3 separate regions of the Mus musculus genome follow, and regions 1 and 2 are each linked to region 3. The links are chromatin contacts, called in public Hi-C and promoter capture Hi-C maps. All regions are on one chromosome and are shown on one strand. The core of a region is the stretch at or near the end of the contact, and the rest is flanking DNA. Distances in the headings are between cores, read along the strand shown. Region 1 has its middle 27 kb from the start of Gm38494. Region 2 holds the start of Ubqln1 (ubiquilin 1). Region 3 holds the start of 2210016F16Rik (RIKEN cDNA 2210016F16 gene).

Region 1 (3,922 bases), core at 1,058-3,557, 130 kb after region 3:
CCAGCTGTCCAGTTGACCTCTGACCTTCACACGTATGCCGCACCCTCCTTTATTACAAACTAAATAAAGAAATGTAAAATACCAAAACCAAACCAAACCAAAACCCAGAAACCTGTCTGTGTTTTGAAGACTTATTTCATAACGGTTTTATCTATTCAGGCAAAACCTTATGTATTTTTGGATGTTAAAAAATGTATAAACTGTGTTCCCTAAAGTTCCATAAAACTGTCGAATAAATGCTAAGGAAACATGAGAGCGCGGAGAACGCTTGGGTTTTAAGAACAAGACTATTTGGTTACGATGTACGGAGAACATTTTGATAAAGAGAAGGGAAAGTGAGCATGCGCAGATCAGTGGACCAGCTACAAATCCACCCAGTCCTGCGCTCGATGGTTGAGAGCCTCTGGCTCAGAGCTCCTCTCAGCCTCCACAACCAGAGCCCACACCTTCCCTTCCCTTCCCTCTCAGCCTCCACCCCTTCCGATCCTTCAATGGAGACAATCTCTTGGAACGTAGCCTTAAGGTCCGTCCACAGGCCATCAGAACACTTTTACCAGAATCTGTTAAAAGGCTTTAGAAGTTGCCATCTGGGGGGTGGGAGTGGGGGCCATGGAGAGAGCTCAGTGCTTGCTGTGTCAGCAGCACCTGAATCCAATCTGCTGAGCCATGTGCTGTGGCTGTACTCAATCCTTGCACTGGGGAGGAGGGGACAGGCAGATCTCTGGGGCCTGTTAGCCATAGCCTAGCCTACTTGGCGATCCCAGGCCAGTGAGAGACTGCCTCAAACAACCAAGATGGACAGTGCTTGAAGAATGATTCCTGAGATTGATCTCTGGCTTCTACATGCACACACATGTGCACCCGTGCACACATGAACACGCATGAACACACACAATCTATTTGATAGAGATTGTCAAGCTTAATAACTTGACCATTGAGTTAAGGGTATGTATAAAAGAGATGAAAAATTTTAAATTCACATTAACTAGCATTTTTTTTTTTTTTACAAACACAGTTTATATACAGAAGGTTAAGTTGAGTGGCTTTTCAGTAAGAACCGCTGGGGTCTTCCAATGCTAGCGTAGGCTCATGCTGTATCTACAATTCTCGCTTTGTGTTCGAAGTCAGTTTGATAGAGAGAGACGAGGGCTGTCACTTCAGCAATGTAGTTTATGGTGGGAGGGGGATGTTGCTTGCAGGGAAAGTTGCTTCTCAGAATCTCTAGTTGGGAAGTGGTCAGGGAGGCCTCCATGTTTAGATGCGGAGGCTGTGAGTGTTCAAGTCTGTAGCTGGGAAATTCCCTGAGTTAGATAAGATGAATCTCAGGACCCTGTCTGAGCTGGCGTGTGTGTGTGTGTGTGTGTGTGTGTGTGTGTGTGTGTGTATGTACATGTGTGTGTGTACATGTGTGTGTGTGTGATTAACCACTTTTCTCATCTGTTCTTGTAGTGGCTCCTGTTCTCCCAGAAGCCTTCTGGTTGCCAAGTGTTAGCTTGGGTTAGACCAACTAATTCCATTCTATTAGGGAAAGCATCTGTAAGTAGTCTTGAGTGGGAATGTATCGAAGCGTTATCTCCAGGTCCACTTATGGAACTCATGTAGAACATACACTTGTGATGCAACATTGGCTGTGCTGTCCTGGGCGGTCTCCCCTGCCTGGGAGGGTTTGCTCACTGCGGCAGCAGCGCAGGGTTAGATGCAGAACAAACCGCCCACGTGGCTTCTCTTCTTCTCCTCTTCTCCCCTAGGAAGTTTCATTGAGATAGAGTCCATAAAATGGACCCACTACAATATGAAATCCCGTGTTTTTTCCTCCACTATACTCAGAGCTGTGCGACCATTGGCAGTTATCAGAACACACTTTTTTTTTTTCCATTCCAGAGAGAGATCCCATGCTGCTTCACAGCCAGCTTCTGTCTAACCACTGCCAGCCTAGAACACGGAAGCGTTTTCTCTAAAATATTCTGTTAGAGGCGCTTTTTATAAAAATAGAATAGCTCAACATATTCTGCAACTGACTTTAAAAATTAAGAATAATGTTTTCAAGGCTCACCTATGTAACTGCTAGTATATTGTGCTTCTTACTTGTCAAATAGTATTCTATGATACGGACACTCCATATTTTCCTCGTTCATGTTAGAGTTACTGGGAGTGTGTATGCTTACACTTTTTGGCTTCGGCTATAAACAGTGCTGTGTGAGTCTTTGTGTAGACATGGTTTCATTTCTCTTGGGTAGATAGCCGAGGAGAAGCGCCAAGTCATGCTAACCTGATATGGTCTCTTGAGGGATGGCCACAGTGTGCCGGAAGTGACCTCATCATGTCTCATGCCTTCCCACAGTGCGCATGCTCCGGCTACCCCACCCCACCCCACCCCAAACCCCATGTTCCCGCAGTGTGCATGCTCCGACTCTTTCCCTCCCAGCCTCCCCCACACACACATATACACACATACACATACACGCACACACACACACTCATGTACTCTGTTGCCACTGACATACACACTTTAAAATAGTTTAGAAAGATGTAAAGAAAGAAAGAAAGAAAGCTATACTTTTAAGACTTGCTCCATTTCTAGCTTTTCTCAGGTGAAGGTGGGGCTCGTCTGTCTGTCTGCCAAAGTGGGTATAGATCCTTGGAACTATTTAAAGCTGCCTACCTCAGGCTTGCTGCCAGCCCTTTGCTAGCCCATCTCCCATCTCACTCAACACCTTGCCTTGTGCAATCTTCCCTGTAGTCTCTGTTACCCATTGTCCCTGCTGGGGTGGGGGACATCTCTGAAGTCAGCCATGGTGTCCACTCCCGCTTGTTCATCAGTATCTCTGGCTTAGGAGGATGTGACATGGTTTGTGTGGCATCTTTATCAGAGACAGTTAGATCTTCTTGCACGTGTGCCCGCTGGTCCTGTGGCTTTGAAGCTTATTAGGAGTCATTAGTCATAGCAAGTCAGTTCACTCTTCCAGAAATAAGGATTTCCAAAGGTCAGGCTGGCTTTTAATAAAGAATGAATTTCTTTTTTCGCAGGCTGGACTGTGATTCTAGGTGGCTGTGTTAAATGAATCCAGCAGCAGCCAGTTCTGCTGTCATCAGCAGGCGGGATGGCTTCATGTTCAGTGGGGCTCAAAATGCTTCAAGGAGAGGGCAGATCCTGAGTGAATGGTATGCACTGTAGCTTCTCCTAGGAGCGGGGGAGGGGGAGGAGGTGCCTGGTGCTTTTTCTCCCATCACCCAGTCTTGCTCACTCTGTTCCTTTTCCTTCCTCTTCTTCTATCTCCTCCCTCTTGGTGGCTCTGTCCTGCTCTCCTCGCTGACAAGACAAGTGGGACCCTGTGAAGTCACTACTGTAAGAGCTCTGTCTGAGGCAGCCTGGTCTACAAGTGAGTTCCAGGACAGTCAGGGCTACACAGAGAAACCTTGTTTATAAAAAAATTAAACAAGCAAACAAACACCAAAACAAAATAAAACATCTACAACAAAACCAAAACCCAAACCCTCTAAAAACCTCCAAAAACCAAAACCGAAAGAGTTTCTAAGGCGCCGTTGAAGCTGGATGGACGCCTGCTGGCAGTTGCTGCCCATGCACGGGGGAGCATCCTTAACAGGTAGAGTGCAGTAATTGAAAGCATCTATGTATAGAGGTGAATTTTGAAGGTCATGGTTGTCACCGTGTTCTCCCTAGGCTCTTTCCCTCCACCAACCTACCACAGATTATCTTATAATTTTTATATGTGTTTTATCAACATGTGTGTGTGAGGGTGTCGGATCCCCTGGAATTGGAGTTGCAGATGGTTGTGACCTATCATGTGGGTGATGGGAATTGGAATGGTGATTGGTCCTCTGGAAGAGCAGCCAATGCTTTTAACCACTGAGCCATCTCTCCAGCCCATGCTTATCTTTCGCCTATGGGCTTCTGCACCAT
Region 2 (4,041 bases), core at 1,260-3,759, 170 kb before region 3:
TAGTTACAATTAAAAAAACCAAAAACGGCCGGGCGTGGTGGCACACGCCTTTAATCTCAGCACTCGGGAGGTAGAGGCAGGCGGATTTCTAAGTTCGAGGCCAACCTGGTCTACAAAGTGAGTTCCAGGACAGCCAGGGCTATACAGAGAAACCCTGTCTCAAAAAAATGAAAACAACAAAAACAAGAAACCCTGCTCATACCAAATATTAACAAGGAGACAGAGGGACAGGAGCACACACCCATATGATGTTGACTGAACTGCAAAATAGTACACTTTTCAGGTTTCTTATAAAACTAAACAGAACTGGCAGGCCATGGTGGTGAATACCTTCAATACCAGCACTTGGGAGGCAGATGAGTTTGAAACCAGCCTGGTCTACACACTGAGAGTTCCAGGACAGCCGGAGTTACAGAGTGGAAACCTGTCTTTTAAACAAAACCAAAAACAAACAAACAAAAAACCCCAAAGATCTAAAGTGTAACCAGAGCTCTTCTAATACAGATAAAAAGCATATGGTCTCTAAAGGATTTATATGAGGCTGCTGTTCTCAAGAACTACAACCAGCTGAAAAAACCCTGGCAGATTATGGCACATTCATGGAAAGGCACTGAGCAGTTAAGTACTGAGCTGAGGACTTGGTTCAGTGGTAGACTGGAGGCTGTGCCTAGTATGCAGATCTCTGTGGTGGGAGGGGTACAGACCTTCTCAAGGATGAATCTCAAAAAAATATGCTGAGTGAGAGAAAGAAGAAAAAAAGCCTTATCCAAAAGACCACATTAGAGAGGACTCTGTTTATGCAAACTCAAACTCTGTTGGGAAAATAAAAATCTTCAGAGGTGACAAAAGCTCGACTGAAGAGAAAACGGAAGACGAAAAGTGTGCCGTCAACTGTAACAGACTTCAGCTGTCACGTGCTTGGCTGACACAGGTGTAGACGGGTCTGCAAAAACCAGCAAAGGCAACCATGTCCCATCATCGCACCTCAAACATAAGTGGAATACCATTTTTCAAAAAAAGTTGTTCTCAAGCCACTAACACCCATGCTGCTTGCCGACCTTATAAGGGTAATACTGATATTTACAACTTTAAAGTGTATTTTTAGAAATAAGAGATGCATGATGCAGAAAAGGCTGGAAAATGTCAATTGTGGGTGACATACAGACCTGCTGGGAATATAAAGAAGGTAAAATTTTTTATAGCAGCGTTAACAAACAATGGTAATGATCCAATCAACAAGAGTTTCTCTCAATGGTGCCACACACCCTCCTGCTTCAGAAAAACCCGACCTCACCTTTGGAACTAGATAAACCTTGAGAGAACTTAAAAGTACATTCCAGTGGTTGATACTTTGCTTCCTCGCATAAGACTGTTTACAATGTTTGATACTGTCAACAATTCAAGTGCCCTAGACTGTGTTGAAACATACATGATTGGTTCTCCCAAGGCTCTTAATTAACTGCAAGGCTTGTTTGCCTGAATAGACTTTAAAGCAATTACTTGATAAGAATTCCCCTTATCACCTACTGTGCTTTCTTGCAGGTTCCTTGCAACCAACTGCTAAGACCCAGCTAGGTGTCTGTCTCGTCTCCCTAAAGATCAAACAATAACCTATCCGATGACTGGCAGCTAAGCGATGACGGAAGTATTGTAACAGAAACAGCAAGTCGCCAATGAATCAAAGTCATTTACTTTTCTCCTTTCAGGCGTGAGCTATCACAATGCGACTGAAAACAAGTTCCACGTCATAATTTTTATATAGGAGGCTCGAAGATGGGAAGGAGTTCAGCATTCAAAACCGAGAACCAACCCTCCACGTGCTTCTCACTCCTAAATCTCCCCAATTAGCAGGCAGGTGAAACAATGACCCCCCACCCAGCCTGGCCAAAGGACGAGCGCCGCCCGCGCCCAGCCGCCCCGCAGCGCCCGGCCCTTTGTGAGAAGTGGGGGCCCGGGGCCCGGAGCTCGGCGGCCGCGGCGCAGCCCAGCCCAGGCCGCGCGGCTCGCCCGGCCCGGCCCCGCACAGCTCACGCAGCGGAACCCAGCGGGGTCCGACCGGAGCTGCCCGGGGCCGCCGCCCGGCCAGGCCGCCCTTCCCGCCCCGTCAGCGACGCGGCGGCTGCCCGGCCGGCGCCCTCACCTGCTGGACCGAGCTGTTCTCGGGCACGGCAAACTCCTCCTTCTCTTTAGGCGTCTTCACCGTGACCTTCATGATCTTGGGCTCTGCGGGGCCGCCGTCGGCCGCACTGTCCTGCGCGCCCGGTGGGCCGCCGCTCTCTGCGCTCTCGGCCATGGCGGTGACTCAGGCGAGCGCGACACTGCGGGCTGCGGCCGGGTCCGCGAGGCGTGACAGGCTGCGGGGCCGCCGAGGGTGCGTGGACGCGGGCTGCGGGTGCAGGCCCCGGGTGGGCGATCGGCTGCCGTGTGGACGCGGGGACTCTCCGCGTCGCCGCCGCTTCCTCCTCCCGCACCTCCCCCACGCTCGTCGCCGGCGCCGCGCAGGGCACTCTGGGTAACGCGCTGGTAGCCGCGCCGACTCCTGGCGGCCGGCCGCGCGAGGCACGCCGGGTAGCGCGTTGGCCAAGGAGCCGACTCATGCATGGCAGCGCTCGATCCTTTTCTAGCCGGCGGACGAAGCGCGGGCTCCTCAAGGTCGATGGAGTGCTGGGCATGGCGGGAGAACTTAACCCACTTCGCGTCTCCCGTTCTTCGTTGAAAGAAATGCAAACGGGGTTTCTGCCAGGCACCGTGATGGTGCGCTAAGATGACGTCACGGCCAGCGAAATTGCTAGAAACGTCTGGCCCATTGCTCACGGTCCCGGTATCCTCCCCACCTGGTCCCCGTGGGCGTCTGCTTATGAAATAGCGGCGAGCTACTTTATTTTAATAAGCGTAGTGTTGGTGCCCGGGTGGAAGGAGTTGCGATTGCCTTGTCTTGTGCTCGGGGCTTGAAAGCTAAACCCATGGAGAAAGGTCTTTAAAGGACCGCGAAACAGACGCCAGTGAGCAACCAATGCATCCACAGGTGCTCACTGTTTCAGTGAGGCCTGAGCTTCCCTCCCTGGAGTCAAACCGGTTTGGTCAGATAGGGCAACCCATATTGTCTGTCTTCCAAGCTGCGTGGGGGCAGAAACAGAATGCCTAGGACTGTCCGCCCAGCGGGTAGGAGTTAGCCTAGATGATGTGTGCCTTTTGTATTCTGTCCAATTAAGTTACTGTACACCTCGGGCTTGAGGTGGCATCAGAGATAATGGCTGAAAAAGTATTTTCGGCATAATGTAGGCACACATAAGTTATTTCACATATGGATCCCACGTCATTTATTCGTAAAGATAACGTGTAATACAGTCCAGCACTTTATATTAACCAGCATTGCACAAATGTGAACTCTTGACAGTGTACCGTGACCCAAATATGCAAAGGCATTCCATAGTTCTGCTCTTGGGCCATCGAACCCTGTTCTATGATTAACTGTGGTTGCATAAACACTTCTTAGCAGAGCTCTTTGAAATCTGGGTCAGAGTTTCAAAGTATAAAATGGCAATACGGCGTCACTTGATATCACTTACATTTCTGCCAGCATTGTTCAATCACAGGAAGAAGTTATAAGCGTTATGTCTAGGTGTGAGAAAATTGTTACTTGGGGTAGAAAGTTCCCCCCATTAGGCAAGCAAGGATTTTGGAATTTTCATATATATATATCTTTCCAACTTTATTAGTTCCCCTGTTGTATGGTTTCCCTCCATGCTGTATTCTCCCTAAGCACTAACCCAGGCTGCCTTCCATGATGAACCACCCCACACACACACCTTCCCCCTCTAACTTTCTGTTTTCACATCACATTCCCCTGAAAGTCTTCACTCCATTGTCCTTTAGAATCCCAATCTGTTCTGCTCTGATAAATAAATTAGTTGTAGATAACATCTACTGGTGTGTTTATAGAATACCCTTGTAATTGTCTATATTTTATTTCTGAAAATCTCTAATGTTTATGGCATGCTGTGAATAAGAATTCTTCCAGCCACTCAAGCAACTGCCATC
Region 3 (3,757 bases), core at 596-3,095:
CACGGCCAAAGGTACAGTACAGGAAGATGAGAGCTCACAGCTCACACACATAAAATAAATAAATCAAAACCAAGCTCACTGTTTAAAAAGTACATACATTAAAATTTTTTGTACCATAAAACAAATCATTATAAAAAAACAGTATATAAGAAAGAAAACACATACCAAGCTTTTCTTCTTTTTTTGTTTGTTTGTTTTTTTTTTTGAGACAGGGTTTCTCTGTATAGCTCTGGCTGTCCTGGAACTCACTTTGCAGACCAGGCTGCCCTTGAACTCAGAAATCTGCCTGCTTCTGCCTCGAGAGTGCTGGGATTAAAGGCATCTGCCACCACGCCCGGCTAAAGATGTGTGTCCTAGGCTAGCCTCGAACTCCAGATCCTCCTGCCTCTTTCAGCAAATCCTACTGGCCTGCGCCACCAGAACCAGCCCAAGCTTTTCAAGAAATACTTTTTTCCTAGAGAAAACTAGTATACATTTTACATTCTGATTTTCATCCAACTTTATCAACTTTTTGTGCTTCCCCATCTTTGAGTGACAAGCCTTATATGGATGGCTGAAACATTTAACAGAATAAAAGGCAAAAATAAAGGAAATCTCCGATTAGAAAAAATAAAAAGGGATAGATTTTAAGCACATTTTGTTATTGCTTCTTGTCCACAGTGAACAAACTTCAAATTTTAAGTTGCTGGCCTTAAACCTGGCTTTGGAAGGAAAAGCATTAACTCAGAATGATCATACCTGCTAAACCCCTCCCTCAGCAACAAACTCACCTCAAACTCTGCCTCGTCCCTGTAAGAAGGGAAGTTCTCAACAATCAGCTGCATTAACTTCTGCGCACTTCTGCCACTTTTTTGGACACAGTTAAGAAAAGAGCCTCCAAACTTCTCCAGTAGGATTTTCCCAGTTTCATTGAGAATCCGATGTCTCTCTTCCATTAAAGGCATGGGCACAGCTGTGTCTGAACGAAATATATCCCGCACCTGCTCGAGGCTCACTGTGGCGTAGTAGGAGGCGCTGGTTATCGGTATCCCTTTAAAGAGAACAATCCACAGATTTTTTATTTAATTTTTTGCAATTAGCAAAAAATATGAAATCAAATTCATGTTAAAGAAGGCAGAGTGTTGTGGCGCTGGCCTAATCAGCTGGATGGGATCCCTGTGGGTTCGAGGCTAGTGTAGTCTGAATTCTACACTGAACAGGACTACTCTGCCTGCCTCTGCTTCCAGAGTGCTGGGATTAAAGGCGTGCGCCACCACCGCCCGGCAAATAAATCTTTTTTTTTTTTTTAATGATTTTTTTTTTTTTTTTTTTTTTTTTAAGAAAACCGGCTTTGCCTCCTGTGCTGATTGGCATACATTGCTTCTGTATGTCCGGACTTCTGCTTTGGGCAGAGGTCACCTCCCGCGCCTCGCAGCACCCACCCAGGTTTAAGGCTGGCACCCACCTTGGTCGAGCGCGCGGTTGACGGCGGCGCACAGGGCCCAGTAGCCAGTGTAGGGCGTCCCGCCGTAGCGCACCGCACACTTGCTGTCCTCCCGCTCGGCCCAGAAGGAGAAGTTGAGCGAGTCCACCAGGAACACCCAGCCGAGCGCAGCCTCGTCCGCCCCGCGCGGGTTGAGCTCGTGCAGGGACTTCCACTGCTCCACGCGCCACGCCGCGGCCGCGGGCAGCAGCAGCTCGGCCGCCCTGCGCACGCCCTCGTGGTCCACGAGCACGTCGCGACTGTTCTCGGCCACGAACCTCGCCGACTCGCGCGGCGAAAGCGGTGGCCCCATGCTGTTTCGAACCCGGAGCCTCGGCCTCCGCCAGGGCCAAGCACTTGCGCCCACTTCCGGGTCTGAGGTCCGGAAGTTGCCCTGCGGGAAGCTTCCGGCCGGCCTCTGGGACTCCTTGTGTTCGGCCGTCGTGTTTCTTGTCGCGTCCCCGTCGCACTCCCGTCTTTGAGGAAGGCTTGGGATCGCGCGGGGCGTGGGGACTCTGGTTGCTGCCCGGCGCCACCCCGAGGCTAGGTGCCTCGGAGGGCCGCTCAGCACACCCCACACTTCAGAGGCCGAATGAAGGTTTAGGAGTCACTGGAACATTGACTGCATGAGGGAACAGTACAGTTAAACCTTGCATCTGACGCCCTTGCATCCAACAGGAGTGATGGTGATCCCAGGTTTGCAAGGAAAGGGAAATGATTCCAGGAGGAGGTTCCCCACCACCAAGCAATGGCCTAGATTGAAATGTATGCCTGTGTTTGTCTGTCAGACTAAATCAAGGGAACTGTCTGAACCAGACACAAACGCCAGTCGTTCTGACGGTCAAGGTGTGTCACAGCAAGACAGTGCAAAAGTCCCTCCATCTTGTACTCTTGCTGAGGCGGTTCCAGGTTTAACTAGAATCTGATCTTGATGAAGAGTCCCGTGGGTAATTACCCAACTGTATTCAAGGAGCCCAAAGGTCAGCTAACTTATCTTAGCTAAAAGATCTTGCTTTCTGGGAAGCCCTCGTACAGCTGCAAAGCAAAGTACCCGGGTGTGATTTCTTGCCTTTAAAAAACTGTTGATCTGGACAGTTGGAACCACACCTCCTAGGTCTCTGAATACCTACCTGGGTGTGGTCCCAGCCAGCTGGAATAGACTTTCAATTGATTATAAACTGTGTGACTAGTCATCTCTATAGGGTTACCTGGAACAAAGTAGGAATTATAAAGTATCAACCCAACCCCTAAAACTTAACATACTTAAGATACATTGGTCAATGTTGAAAAGATGCCTGGAGATGCAGAATCAGTATGAAAGTATGTTTTTATTATCTGGGCGTTTCTCATTGTTGTTCTGAGGCAAGGCCTCTGTGGCCTTGGATCACCTGGAATTTACTATGTGGACCAGCTAGACTCAAACTCATATAGATCTACCTGCCTCTATCTTCTCAGTGCTAGGATTGAAGGCATAGGCCACCATACGCGGCTTTGTTTTTTCTTTTAAATACTGATTTTTCTATCCTGCAATTTTGCTTTAATTAAAGAGTTTCCTAGTAGATTCCATAAAGGTCTTTTTAGAAAAAAGTATTTTTATTTTGTGTATGAATGTTTTGCCTGCATGCATGTATGTGTTCCATGTGTGTGCCTGCTGCCTGCAGAGGCTAGAAGAGGGTGTTGGAGCCCCTGGAACTGGAGTTACAAGATATTGGGAACAGCCATATGGGTACTGGGTTCAGACCTGGGTCCACTGGAAGAGAAGCCAGTACTCTTAACTTTGAGGGCATCTCTCAAACGCCTCTATAATGTCTTATAAGTATAGAAACACATCATTTGCAAGTAGGAATAGTTCGATTCTTTTCCTGTTTCCTTTTTTATCACTTACTTTGGTCTTATTTCCATAGCTAAGACTTCAAAGAGTATCCTGAAAAACTAAGGAGGATGGGCAGCCCTGTCTCATTCCTGAATTGAGAACAGATGCTCTCTCCACTTGATTTTTGGCTATAGGTCTGTTGTAATAGAGCCTCTATTAGTTTGAAGCATGAGCCAATCTATCCTAACACCTCCAGCACTTTGACCACAAAGCCATGTTGAACTGTGTCAAAAAGACCTTTCATCAGTGAGATTATGTACGTGGTTTCTGTTTTTAAGTTTGTTTATATAGTGTATTGCATTTATTCATTTACCTGTGTTGAGTCAAACTTGCCTCTCCATAAAACACCCTAGTTGGTCATAATATTTGATCTTCTTAAATGTATTTCTAAATTCAGTTTGCAAGTATTTTGTTGAGTCTTT

Evidence for each region. A called contact is a pair of places that touch in the nucleus more often than the background predicts. Capture Hi-C pulls out chosen DNA fragments and counts their contacts.
Region 1: a contact with region 3 is called in a Hi-C map of the G1E-ER4 cell line, with 3 times the contacts expected there. The contact joins the enhancer-like site here to the promoter of 2210016F16Rik in region 3. A contact is called at or near these places in 11 of 39 promoter capture datasets (the C10 cell line, the HPC-7 cell line, HPC-7-derived erythroid cells and 6 more), 3 of 15 datasets of contacts at CTCF or cohesin (the G1E-ER4 cell line, large pre-B cells and pro-B cells), 6 of 484 Hi-C or Micro-C datasets (the G1E-ER4 cell line, bone marrow-derived macrophages, embryonic stem cells and 1 more), 12 of 115 datasets of contacts at active chromatin or transcription factors (bone marrow-derived macrophages, craniofacial prominence, effector CD8 T cells and 8 more) and 4 of 9 other capture datasets (adipose tissue, embryonic stem cells, liver and 1 more).
Region 2: a contact with region 3 is called in a promoter capture Hi-C map of adipose tissue. The contact joins the promoter of Ubqln1 here to the promoter of 2210016F16Rik in region 3. A contact is called at or near these places in 9 of 39 promoter capture datasets (the C10 cell line, the HPC-7 cell line, cranial neural crest and 5 more), 14 of 484 Hi-C or Micro-C datasets (CD4 T cells, the G1E-ER4 cell line, the HPC-5 cell line and 9 more), 18 of 115 datasets of contacts at active chromatin or transcription factors (the SCID.adh cell line, T-cell acute lymphoblastic leukemia, bone marrow-derived macrophages and 12 more) and 4 of 9 other capture datasets (adipose tissue, embryonic stem cells, liver and 1 more).

What each region holds. Positions count from the first base shown.
Region 1 is chr13:58,517,899-58,521,820 of GRCm38.p6, forward strand. No RefSeq gene overlaps it. Among named protein-coding and RNA genes, the nearest start is that of Gm38494, 27 kb to the right of the region's middle. Within about 2 kb of position 2,308, at least 29 of the 459 cell types and tissues checked have an H3K27ac peak or open chromatin away from gene starts, as enhancers often do. A contact at or near this core is called in the G1E-ER4 cell line, bone marrow-derived macrophages and fetal liver, where this site is marked.
Region 2 is chr13:58,213,144-58,217,184 of GRCm38.p6, forward strand. It overlaps Ubqln1 (ubiquilin 1), which reads right to left and starts at 2,510. Exons shown (of 11, transcript NM_026842.4): 1 at 2,141-2,510. The coding sequence starts at 2,293.
Region 3 is chr13:58,383,380-58,387,136 of GRCm38.p6, forward strand. It overlaps 2210016F16Rik (RIKEN cDNA 2210016F16 gene), which reads right to left and starts at 1,846. Exons shown (of 4, transcript NM_027335.1): 1 at 1,445-1,846; 2 at 771-1,030. The coding sequence starts at 1,775.